Linked DNA regions of Bicyclus anynana: region 1 is linked to region 2. A link is a contact called in public Hi-C data. All regions are on one chromosome and are shown on one strand. Each heading gives the region's core, a stretch centred on a gene start, on an enhancer-like site or on the middle of the called end of the contact. The rest is flanking DNA. Distances are from core to core; before and after follow the strand shown. Region 1 has its middle 4.3 kb from the start of LOC128198427. Region 2 holds the start of LOC112057784 (homeobox protein abdominal-A homolog).

Region 1 (6,791 bases), core at 3,866-6,365, 57 kb before region 2:
CCCCCCGCTAATCGCGCGCCTGCAACAGAAAAAATGAAGATTTATTTGCAAAACTGCCGGGTGAACAAAATGGTATCACTACCTAGTGGACTGTTACGAAGTAAAGTTTTAGAAGCATAAACAAATTTTATATTATTTTTTAGAGATTCGTGATGTTGTTAATTCAATTAATAGGTAAACTTTAACTTTAACTTTAACTTTAAATTTTAGGTGTCTTCGAGTGATTCGCGATATTACGCTATTTTATTTTTTGTTGAAAACTATACTAAGTTGAATTAGGTATATCTGTACTTTCATTTAAAAATAATGACGATAATTATGAATGTCTTAATTAAGCTTAGTGCACATATCGCCGACATATCGACGCTCAGAAAACGAACGTTGGGAGCCCTCAATGCTATTCTTCTAATCGATACCCGATAAAGTTATTCTACCAATTTAAATGCGTGCGTTATAGAACATTATGATGTAAGTGCGGTAAATTAAAAATTACAGCCGAGGCGATATTGCAGAGCTCGAGTCAAAGGCGTTATTAAGTAAGCAGAGGCTGTAACTATCAAAGCGAACGCATGTCATACGACGTTTTATGACACATTTGTGAGGAAACACACTTTCTGAAAATAAATTTGCGTCTTTGCGTGTTTTCCTTAAGATGACATTTTGATACGCTTATATAATGATTTATTTATTTTGCTATCATCCGCGAAAAGTCGACGAACCCAATGCAATTGCACGTTGTAGAGCCAACATCTCCTGAGGATGCTCCGGTTTCGGGGTGAAACGTATGTAGAGAGTATTTTGTCGGACCTGGGTGACGTTGTCGCATGGGTTCGTCGACTTGTCGCGGATGATAGCAAAATAAATAAATCATTATATAATCATGATGAACTTCCGCAAAGTAACGCCTGCTTCTATCCAATATTTTGATACGCCTCTAATTTATATACAGATAGGGCGAAATTCGTACACCAGCATTTTTTAGGCAAATGCACCAAAAACAGCCAGTATTATTCATAAAGTAAATTAACATTTTTGTGTTTCTCTTAATTATAAATGGTTGTCATTTATTGTCAAAATTATTAAAATGAAAGAGTTAAGTATTTATTTATTATATTTTATCTCACAAAGTTAATTTTATTCATAAAATGTTGAGCACTTTTCTGACATACAAACTCTTTGCTAAGATTTTAAAAAGTACCTACCTTATTTTTTTATTCATCATGCAATTTTCCTTATCACACTACGCTGGAAATCGACCAAAATTAGTGTACCTACATATTTACCCTGCGCTAAAATCTAATAAGAAAAATTCGGTTTAAGGATTAGAGTAGGTAAGTACAGAGCAATTTGAACGACCAGTTGGCCCGCCTTATGTAAAGTGGGCTTTATAGGGGCAGCACCTCGTGGGGATTACATGCAAAGGATACCGACAAAATCCTAATTTGTGAAAAATCGCTTACAGTAATGAAACTAGATTTAAATAATTATAAAATGGCTCCCACTTTTAATTTTATGTATTTTTTTTGAATTGGGAATAAAAAGTTACAGGCCAATAAAAAGCTGATGCTAATGCGAGATATCTTAACATAGCAGCTTTAATTTTATGAATTGAACAATTACGTCAACTATTGATGGCCCAGTGGCGCAGTGGGTAGTAACCCTGTCATCAGCTGTAAGATAGTTATTAAAAAGTTTAGACTATTGTGGCGATAAGGTATGGCAAATTTAAAAATAAAATGGAGGTGAATATTGGTTCACAGCTTATTATCTCTCATTCCGAGATGATTTCTTATTCCGAGGTGAAGTTCTTGTTTTACCAAAGTAAGTAGGTTCAATTGCTAAAATGTTTGTAAAAATAAATGTATAAAATAAAGTAGGTAAGTAGGTACCTACTTGCTTAAGTCAGCTACTAACGAAATCATTAAGTGAATAATTTATCAATTCATAACTTAACATTCCGCTCTAGGCATGTTCTAGGTTACCTACAGAGCCTTTTAATTTACATTTAATGTAAATTATTATGTACTCTTATCTGTACCGTTATTATTTAGAACACAGTATTTAATTAAGCGGTCATTTAATTATCACGTAAATTGTTATTCTATGGAGATGGAATGCACTGATTCAAATTTTTTATAGATTTGCAGGTAGATATTTCATAGTGATTAGCACAGAACATACAGCACTTGGCTGTGCTTGTGATTATGCTATTTAACACACTCTTAATATAAAGGCAATACCACATTAATGCGTTTGCATTTGAGGTCTGTAGGTACGCTCTAAGTGGCGTGATAGCCCAGTGGATGATGTGGATGACATCTGCCTTCGATTTGGAGGGCGTAGGTTCGAATCTGTTCCGGGACATGCACTCCAAATTTTCAGTTATGTGCATTTTAGGAAATTAAATATCACTTGTCTCAAACGCTGAATTAAATACATCGTGTGGAAACCTGCATATCTGAAAGTTTTCTTAATTTTTTACGTACTTATGTAAAGTCCGCCAATCTGCATTGCACCAGCGTGGTGCACTAAAGCCTAACGTCTCATTCTAGGAGGAGAATCGTTCTGCGTGCACATGGGTAAATCAATGCTTCTACATTTGACATGACATTCTTTTTTAATTAGTATTATTCGTGACACAATCTTGATTATAATCAGTAGGCTACTAGACATGCACATTAATGCTTCTGCATTAGCGTTAAGGTTTGCGGCCTGTGCATATACCAGAAAATTCTTGTTACATAATTAGAATCATTCATGACTCTATTTGAACTATAAGTAGTTGTTTAAATAACCTATAAATCAATATCGTCTACAGTTAAATAACACATTGATGCGTCAGCTGCTTTGTTGCTACCTGCAACCTAATAACAAGAAAAGAAATTCCACAAAGATGCGTCTAGTTGCGTTACAATTTCCGGCCATCGTTCTACCAATCGAACAAAGATCCACGTGTTCGCGGCCTGATCTTACCAATTATAAGACTGCATTTAATATAATAATAATTATATATTAGTTTTTGATGAATAAATAAATCTTTATTCATCAAAAACTTCATATCACAAAATTAAGTTGCAGCCCTGCTTCCTGTACCTACTAGTTGTTACTGTAGCAGGAGGCAGTGTCTTCCCATTTTCAATGTTGCAGTAGTTTGATAAATAATTTTATATAGTTACAAATACAATAAATCATAAGAAAAAGAAAAAAAAACATGCAGAACTAAAGTAAAAAAAAATAAACAAAAATAGGAGTGTGTGTGTGTGTGTGTGTTTGAATCAAGCATTTTGATTGGATCGTGGCAGACGCAGCTTAGAACGCAAAAGTATCTAAAACATCGAAATACCCTATTACCTACCTACCTGATTTTAGGCAATGACCTGTTCCAGCATACAAAGTTTTAATAATTATGCGTATTAAAGAGTATTTTACTTTTAAAAAATTATAATGTAAATGTAACTTTTAAATTAAATGTTAAAAGTGGCGAAAGGTGGAATTTAAATGAAGGTAAGCCGTCCCAAAGCAAAGGAAATCATATACCTAGTTTAATACAAACTCCGGTTTCTCATAGGTATATTTAGGATACAGTACAACAATGTATAAACATGACTTTTTAAAGGTAACCCGACAGGAATCTGATTGCGTTAACACTTCGCGGCTGTTAGTATTTTAGGTTAGTAGATAAGTATGGAATCCCACAAAGCCGCGCATATCCTAAAATAGAATAAATATTATGCACACATATTTCTAAGAAAAGACCGAGAGAGAAAAAAATACGTAAAAAGTATTTAAAACCACATCCGCTGTAAATTATCAGTAAGGATGTCCAAGTCTTAGTATCGATATGTGCACTTCGATGCACTTTCAAAGGCAACCCTTTGATCTCGACTTAGTTATGGCGTACGTACGTAGCCGGCGATAAATTGCAGCGATTTTACTGCAAACATCGAATCAATAATTCTGCCAACGCGAATTATCTACATTGCAGCACATCGATATCGATATTTTATGTCGTCTTTATTGCGATACGAGTGAATTGTATTCTCTCTGATTAGCAGTGACAATGTGAAATCTTGCTATAGGTATAAAATATTCCTCCATTTAAAATATTTTGTTAAGTACCAATTTATATTGGTCTTAATTGAAAATGGAGAACTTTATCATTTATTTTTTAAAAGTGATTAGATATATCTCACTTTACCTGTTAGATATATTAATACCTACTTTAATAAAGCTGCTATATCGTTGCTAATAATTAAAATATTTTTATACCTACTGTGTTAAATACCTAACTCTAATACTAAATATATCTACTATCAACAAAATAGTAGCACGTCTTAGATTAAGTAATCCTAATACGAGTACCTACTATGTAGCTTTGGTTGTGTATAATATCTTAATATAGCTTTGGTTGGGTAAAAGTGTCTTACTTACCTACCTATTAATTATTCTTTTAAATTCTTGTAGGAAAAAAATCTAATAAGACAGCTTTCATAGATAACTATTTATTTATTTTATGTATTTACTTATTATTCTACAAAAATCATATATAAATTAAGCCTAACCATAATGCAACACAAACCACAGTTGGTTTTACTGTGCACTGGTTATTATTACATACCTAATACAATATTTAAGAAAAAAATAAATGACAAACAAAATGAATTAGATCAGTATATTTTGAAATAAACAGGCCCGTAGGAGTATAGAAACAAAAACATTATAAAATGCATTGCATAAATTAAAATAAAGAATTGCGTACTTTTATTTTATTACATTATAACAAAAAAGGAGATCATTTAATTTTCAAAAATATAAAAAGAGAGGTAAGTCAATACCAAAACAAGTGAAATCAAATAACTCAATAGAAAAAATGTCTTACGTGCCGCCATATCAGCAATCGTCAATAAATAGCACCACATTTATTTTAATTAAAAACACCGTTAAAGTAAATAAATATCATGAATTTCTGTAAAACACACGTAACTATAACAGGAGAATAAAAACTTGTTTGACATTTTAGGCCTAAACAGAGAAGGCGGCGGCAATGGGCCGACGGCCGCCATTTTGTGGTTGTGGCGCTGCCGTCGGTGCACCGCGCGCTCTCATTGGCCGAGTGACGTCACGAGCGCCATATCGGTCCACCATTGCTACGGATTCACAAACTTTTCTGCTCCATTAGGTTACACAAATCTAACTTCTAATGTTTAGGTAATAAAGTAAAACTAGTTGCAAATTTAAAAAAGTGTCGCACTTTATGCATCTATGCTCTTCGACCGGCATTCTTGTGCTCCAAGTTATCGTTATGGAACCTTTTAGGATGCACCCTAATCTGGTAAGGGAACATTTAAAATCCAAAGTGATAGACGACGACGCGTTAAGATATTTTGATGGCCTGCTGAGTTTAGACACCTAAATCTAACAATTGTAAAAACAATATATTTCTAAATAACTACTATTCTATTTGAATTTGTAAAGGGTTTATGATTTTAAAAACTTTATTATGGAATTCTATCGATTTATTATGTACCTACGTAGGTATTGGGGTAATCTTTTACTACTATTCCAAAAATTCATGAACAATTAAATTTTCTGAGTTTTTTCACAGTCGGTATTATAGACGTATTATCAACATAGATCATTTATTATATATCGACATTTATACCCTTCTACCAAAGTTATGTAGCTACTTATCGTAGTTTATCTACAAAACAATTCTATAAGACTGGTTCATTTAATTAAGAGCGTTATCGAACTAATCAAGGCATTTAATATATTTAGGGGAGAGGAGAATGGTGGTCCATCTAAAATCGGGAAAGTTATTGATAGAACACTTTTTCTTACAAAACTTATTGTTACAAATCCTTTAGAAAGTATGGTTGAGGTAATATATTTTTTTTTAATTTATAGGGAGTCGGTATTTTTCCCTGCGTACCTACTTGCTAATAGTAAGTTGTATTTACCTAATAGGTAAGAGTATCAAGAGTCTATTTTTGAGTAGATTTTGAAATAGATCTGATAGGAATCCGTATACCTACCTAGTGCATTATTGGTTGATAAATTCGGCGACGGTAGCAAGTTCGACTTGACTGTGTTAAAAACTATTTAGTTATGCAGACGTAGGCCGTAGGCCGTTTACGTTATTTATGTATCTACCTGAATTTCGAAAATTGATAACCTTGACCTCCATGTAACTTGGAGATTATGTTAAGCCGCTGTCGCTTTAATTATTTAATTATGATTAACATAGGTACATATTAATATAATGATAGAAGAAAAATCATCACAGCGAGCACATGTTTTTTTTATATTTGGAAACAAAGAAGAAAATAGAGGTAGATAGGTTACTTATACCACATTCGATGTTCACAACTAGCACACAGATATTTCAGCTGTGACTGAGCACAGGTTTGCTAATTAGCATAGTTTTAACGTGCCACTTGCAGTCTGCGTATAACCTACCTACCTCTTTTTTCTTCTAACATCATTGTTTGGAAAAGATTGGGATGTTTTTTTAAATGTAGGTATATAATGTAATTTGCTCTCTCACGTCAAAAAATATAATTTATTGTAACAAAATCACATGTCCATGTCCATGCGGCCCTAATGAAGTCCTGTCATATTTTTATCCTAAATAATTAAAAGACCACCGTGCGCCTTAACAACTGTATCTCTCTTTGTAACGCCGACAGTAATATTTTCCATTTCCTACAATTTATTGTTATAAAAATTGGAATGAAAATATCTGACGGGCGGGTGGGGTAAGCGCATCTGTTTCATTCTTTTTATTTATG
Region 2 (6,870 bases), core at 3,951-6,450:
GTTTAGTCGCCACTGGTGGCGGCTCAAGGCCATTTTATTTGGAAGACCATGAAAGAGGCCATGTCCTGAACTGGACGTCCATCGGCTGTTAATGAAGAAAAGATAATAATTGAAAATTTTGTATTTGACCTAAGAAACCTATACTTACGCAAGTAGATAAACTATTACCTAAGCAATAGGAATGTGTCCTCTGGGGATCAACTTTTATGTTCCTATTTATAGGTTTGTAAACCCAAAACAATGGTTTTAAACTGTTTGTCTGGTGGTCACGTTTTATTACATTCTAAGCTTTTGAGACAATTTTTATGGTCTGAAACATGCAGACGAAGTCACGGACAAACGCTACAAAATTATAAATTATAAATTATAAGAAAATATTTGAAAGAGATTTTGTCTAATTAGGTCTCTGTTATGTCAAGATATTAATTAATCAATTTGGGGACTTTGGAATAACGCTAAATCGCTTGGCGGTACTTCTTTGTCGGTAGGGTGGTAACTAGCCACGGCCGAAGCCTCCCACTAGACAGACCTGAACCAATTAAGAAAATCTCAATTGGCCCAGCCAGGGATCGAACCCAGGACCTTCGTGTAAATCCACCGCGTATACCACTGCGCCTCGAAGGCTGCCAAAAACTGAATAACAGGTACTCATTATTTTTGTAGGATTCAGCGTGACAGCTGACCAACTTTGCTGTTATTTTGTAGGTAAATGGTTGCCTCTAAAATTTAAAGGCACACAAAGCTTAACCTAAAGACAGTATGAAAGTATCAAAGATTAAGCTACGAGTAAGAATTTAAACTCACATGAGTATTGTCGTAGAACGCCTAACCACCTATCTAGTGGTTTGGGTATTTTACGCCGTTTTTCATGAAGAAGGCAAACTCTATATCAAGTAATATAAGGTAGTAATCCTACTTTCCTAAATATTGCCGCCGTACTTTAATTTTATTCATTTTAGTTCAGTATTATGACATCAATATAAAAAACTAATGTGTTTCTTTTTGTTGCAGGTGACAGTTTACTTTAAAATAAGGTAAGCAATCCCTATTAAAATATTACCGATGCTAGATAGCCATAATTATTGTTTTATTATTAACTGGTGTCTGGTGTTTATAGATAATATTAAATCGGCTTTCTAAAGTAATATAAGCACTAATCCGAGAATGTGGTCATCAGAATGGGTGTTGATAACAACTGATAATAAGTTAGGTATCATTAAGTAGATACCTACGTACAAGTAAACAAACTAAAGCAGGTACTTATTCTATGTAACTAAAAAATAATTGTGCAAAAAAAATTGAAAATGGCTCTACCAATGCGGACTTTTTTCCAAATTTACATTTTAGCTTAATTACTTATATTATAAATGACTAGGTATTAAGGAGCTTACAAATAAGTACGTAGAAGCAGCATCGGACCTAGCTGTAGAAGATTTTATATTGTTACATAAAGTTACCATTAACGACATACGAATATGTATGTAAGTAGATATGTATTGTATTATAACAAACTGACGCTTACTGGACTGTCTTTTGTAAGATAAAAGACTAAAATCGTATTCTAATACCAAATAGATTAATTTATTAGACCAGTTTTTGAAATAAATCTGCTAACTTTTATCTACTCCAATTGGCATGACGACCAACAAGAAAGATTCCAGTCGTATTTACAGTCGTTTGTCATTTTGATGAACACTGTAAGTGACAAAACAAGTTTATATCGAATTTAAAAGCGTCGGTTCTATAAACTGATCGTTAAATCTCGCGGGCGATAGTTGTAAATTTTCCGAGGAGTTGAGCACTTTTACGATGGACACTTGCTCCACCCACCTGGGACTTTGTGGCTGCGAGATGGCTTCTATACATCGATCCTCTATAAAACAGGCCATCAGTGCTTGTCGGCGTTTCTTTTGTTATATGGGCGAAATTTTACACAGTCTTTAGTAAATTATTTATTGGCACGTACACTGTTATGTTCTGCGAGCGTGTAATCAAACACAGTCTAAGTTTTATGTTTTGTTTGTATCCACAAAGGTTTTTATACTAATGCTGAGCGCGAGGGAAGTTAGGCTCGCTACATACGTGGCGTGTTTTATCTCGGACGGTACTGAACCGACTAGATTTTGAAATAATATTGTTTAATATATAATATTGTTTAATCTCAAGTAAGTAAGATTTGATTTCCTTTGTTTTTTTGTCGTTATAAAAGCTTCAAAACTACTGGACCGATTTTAAAAACTCTTACACTAATGGAAAGTTACACTATCAGCGTGTAAAATCTAGGCTATTTTTTAGTCCCCATATTACAACGGGATTGGGAAATCTTCGAGTGAAACCGTCGGGTAATTGCTAGTACCTACTGCATGGACGGGACGGCGAAGTTTAGCTTTAACACATCTCGTCCCATCGCCGCCCTGTCCACGTCCTAACCCCGTTACGTATGTAGTGACCCTTATGTTCTTAACGAACAATGTTAGAGAAATTTGTTGGTATTAAACATACCGTAAATTTAATAGTTGGTAATTTTGCAAGAGAAACTGAAGTCGTTATCTATATCTGCCTACGTTGTATAAATATGTAGATAATATAATATACAGCAGGAGCATGTGCTAGACCTTCCTTCGATTAAAAAAATCGACGTTTGAAGGTTACTATGAAGCTATCTTGCAACTGAGGACCTCCCTCACAAACCCACATGATCCAAGATTTATACCTACCTAGTTGCCTATCGTAGGTACCTATATACTTACCGTAACATGATTATATAGTTTCGTTATATATAGCTACTCGTATATTTCGGCACCGTGATAGCCCAGTAAGAGCCGTGATAGCCCAATAGATATGACCTCTGTCTCTGATTCTTGAGGGCGTAGGTTCGAACCGGCCCGGGGCATGCACCTCCAACTTAGTTGATTATGTGCATTTTTAAGAAATCAAATATCACATGTATCAAACGTTTAAAGATAGGTAGGTACCTAAACATCCTGAGGAAACCTGCATACCTGAGCATTTTCTTAATTCTCTACGAGTGTGAAGTCTGCCAATCCGCGTTAGGCCAGCGAGGTGGACTATTGGCCTAACTCCTCTCATTCTGAGAAGAGACTCGTGCTCAGCAGTGAGCCGAATATAGGTTGATAACGATGAATATGTGGGCGCTGATACCACTCACGTCACGGAATGAAGACAGAGATCCACAGAACATCACCACCGATTGAAGAGTCGATTTAGCTTTTAAGTATTTTATCTAAATTATATCAAAATTTGCATTAAATATTATAATTTCTCAAATAGGTTTGCATTAAAACAACCATTATGTATCGGATATTGAAATTAGCTAAAACAAAGCACCTCATTTGTAAATGATAATTATTTTTATTGGAAAACTATTCTTATAAGTTTACTTAATCTAAATTCAAATTAGTTTCTTATGGTACACAGATGATCTCAGTTGTTAACGGATATAAATTTCTTTTATAGGTTAATAGGTTGATTAATTTACCTATTAGTTTTACTTTTACCTGCGGCTTCGTTCGTATTTTTTACAGTAAATGCTATTTTATTTCTAACTATTAAACATTCATTGTATAAATGGCTACTAGCTTATTCACTGATTTGGTCTTTATTACTAACCTTTTAAAATAAACATCAAATCAAGTGAGAAATGTCATCTACCAACTGTATGATATCCACGAAGGGTTGTCAGTAGACACCGGATGAATTGTTACCAAAAATATCAATTTCGTATAGGTATGACAACTAACATAGGTACGACAAAGTTACTGAATTAGCCTGCAGGACTATTTCTAGAAGATAAAACTGTTACCTATCAGTGGCGAAGGATGGAATTTAGAAGAAGTTAAGTCGACTCAAAGAAAAGGTAATTCATATAGCGTGATACAAACTCTGGGTTCTCAAATATCTAGATATCGTACAACAATGAATATGTACCTATAGATTTTTAAAGGTAACCCGGTGGAAATCGGCTTGCATGGAATCTTCGCCGTTGGTACCTATAGTAAGTTATCGGTAAGTAAGATAAAAGTAAGTAGTAGTAAGTAAGTAAGATAAAAGCGCTTGGAGGCGATTGGATCAGCTTCCACCTTCACACAGGAAATAAAACTATAAGAAATTGTAATTGTTATCAATTGTAAATTATAATACTGTATGACTTTTTCAAAAGAGCAACTGTTGAGTTTGTTGCCGGTATCTTCTCAGCAGAACCTGCCTTCCGAACCGGTGGTAGAATCTTTACAAATAGTCAAGTGACGTGTCAAAAGTGCTTGTAAACTGAGCCTACTTGAAATAAATGATTTTTGATTTTGATTTTGATTTTTGATTTCGGTCGGGTCTAGTCCGGTTATGAAATACCTACTGAGGTCTTCTTTTCTGAGAAACTTCAGAAAAATTTCGCAATCCGGTGTTGGGATGTTTGTGGTATCACAATCCGGTTTCTCGCAGAGCACGTTGTCCTGGTCATTATCATGAACATTTGATTCACAGTGGTTGCTAAAGAATTCAGCTTTAGCTTTAGCTTGGCCTTGAGCCTGTCAGGTGGACTGAGGACATCAAGCGAGTCGCAGAGATTCGCTGGATGCAGGCGGCTCAGTATCGTGATGTTTGGAAGTCCCTACAAAAGGCCTATGTCCTGCAGTGGACGTCCATCGGCTGATAGCCCGTTGAGCGCATTGGAGCAGACTGGTGGGTCTAAGCTCCATATCTCCTCTCTATTACGGAGCGAGGCATGAGCCTGTGGTGGGACGAGACCTTAGGAATAAGGGATATAGCCAATGTCACGAAACCTGCATACTTACCTACTAGAGAATTTTCTTAATTCTCTGCATGTAGTCTGCCAATGCGCATTGGACTATTGGAGCCAGCCAGGACTATTGGCCTAACTTCTTTCATTCTGAGAGGAGACTCGAGCTCATCAGTGAGCTAAATATGGGTTGATAACGATGGCACCCGGGAATAATGTATCTTTCTAACAGTGAAATATTTTTTTAAATCCGTTTAGTAGTTTAGGAGCCTATTGAATGCAAACAAACAATCAAATCTTTCCTCTTTATAATATTAGTATAGGTATTAGATAATTAACTGTACCTATTAATATAAAAGCCACTTGAAGACGAAGTGGCTGTTGCTTTAATAACTTAGTCCTAGGGATATAGGTGGATAGGTAAACCTAAAGATAATTATTATAATAATATTTTTCATAAATAATAACCTTTTATAGTAACCAACTTATATTTATAGTTTCCAATCTCTAAACCTACCTAGGTATACTATAAAAGTACAATAAAATAATAATTGTTAGTAAATAGTAAGTTTATCTGTGCCGACGTTAAACCTATTAAAAATTCAACGACGTGTCGATCTCTATAATGACCTCATTGATTTTCAATTTTATATACATTTTTATCTGAGTCTTTATTACACATAAGTATGATATTAATTACTTTACACATTGGATCGTAAAAATAAATCATTTGACAATAAAATAATCAATTACAGACCAATGGAAAAATGTTTGAATCGTAAAACAAATGACCTAAACTGTCCATATCGGGCCCTGTGTACGTTTATGGCATAAACATCACAATAACAACATAAAACCTATACTTATGCAATGTTCTACTGCCACACCGCCGTACCACCGACCTGATAAAGCTGAAAAGGCAAGTTAAGCCTATAAAAACCCTGCACTAAACACCGTCTAGCGATCAAAAATGTAGTAAATAAATAAACACGTCAGACAATAAACGGTTTTATTTAAATTGTCGTAAAGATTACAGTTCCACGTGTACTCTATGTGGTTACGACTTAAAAGGATGAATGAAATGCGTGAATGAAAGGACAATGTTTGTTGGAGAGGGATGAATGATACCAGTTCGACCACGTGGCCGGCGTAACACAGTTCGGTGCAATTCTTATTGGGGTTTATTATTGTTGCGTTCCAATTTGAATGGAGTATGTACTGCAAGCTTTCTTATCAGAATAGTTTTTTTTATTAAAAATTATACATTTTAATAGATTAAATGACCAAGTATTTTGTTAATATTGTAGCATTAGTTTAACAAATCAATATTTGTGATATATTACCTAAATTGATTGCCAAACGTTACAGTACAGTATTGAAATTTGATTAAGGTTTTTTTTGACAAATTAAATATTTGTTGTTATGTCTCATTATAGTGACTTTGTTAACATATCAAAAGATATATCTTTGTATTGCCACGTAATACGTAGGTACAATGTATATAGATACTAAACAACATTACCGACCTATTTAGGTTCAATAGTCGATTTCATGAGACCCAGAATTCCAGTAGGTCTCTATTGCAGTAGCTACTGAGAAAGGAGATCACAAAAAGATATGCTTTTTTTTTCCTAAATTCAGCGGCCCTACATCTGATCTTATAAGTATCTCCTAACCTATTAAGACGTCCTTGGACTAATGTATTCTTTATTACTTTGATAAATATTTTTTTGCTTCTTTGTATAATAAAAAATTATTAAAAAACATTGTGTGTTGTTATTAATTCACGATTTAATTAAAACTGTGGCAACCGCCATGTGAGGCTTGACTACTACGCCAAGCGTCATTCACTCTACAGTGTAATGCGACATGTGAATTGGAACGGTGGGTGAAAAAAAATCGAGACTATGAAAAACAAATCTCACTTTAAAATAAAAAATCTTTCTATAGTGATGTCAACTTATTGTCCTATCGTATTATGAGATATTGAATAGCATCCGTGTTTGCCCTTACAAACACTATCAGTTATATCCATATTGCATTATTATTGGTATTGCATAATTATTTATAGATAGGAATTTTTGCTACAGGTATGTTTGTATTTTTTTGTATTT

Evidence for each region. A called contact is a pair of places that touch in the nucleus more often than the background predicts.
Region 1: a contact with region 2 is called in a Hi-C map of whole larva, with 5 times the contacts expected there. The contact joins the enhancer-like site here to the promoter of LOC112057784 in region 2. A contact is called at or near these places in 2 of 2 Hi-C or Micro-C datasets (whole body and whole larva).

What each region holds. Positions count from the first base shown.
Region 1 is chr10:6,270,390-6,277,180 of ilBicAnyn1.1, reverse strand. No RefSeq gene overlaps it. Among protein-coding and RNA genes, the nearest start is that of LOC128198427, 4.3 kb to the left of the region's middle. Within about 2 kb of position 5,115, at least 8 of the 8 cell types and tissues checked have open chromatin away from gene starts, as enhancers often do.
Region 2 is chr10:6,213,572-6,220,441 of ilBicAnyn1.1, reverse strand. It overlaps LOC112057784 (homeobox protein abdominal-A homolog), which reads left to right and starts at 5,200. Exons shown (of 3, transcript XM_024098330.2): 1 at 5,200-6,870.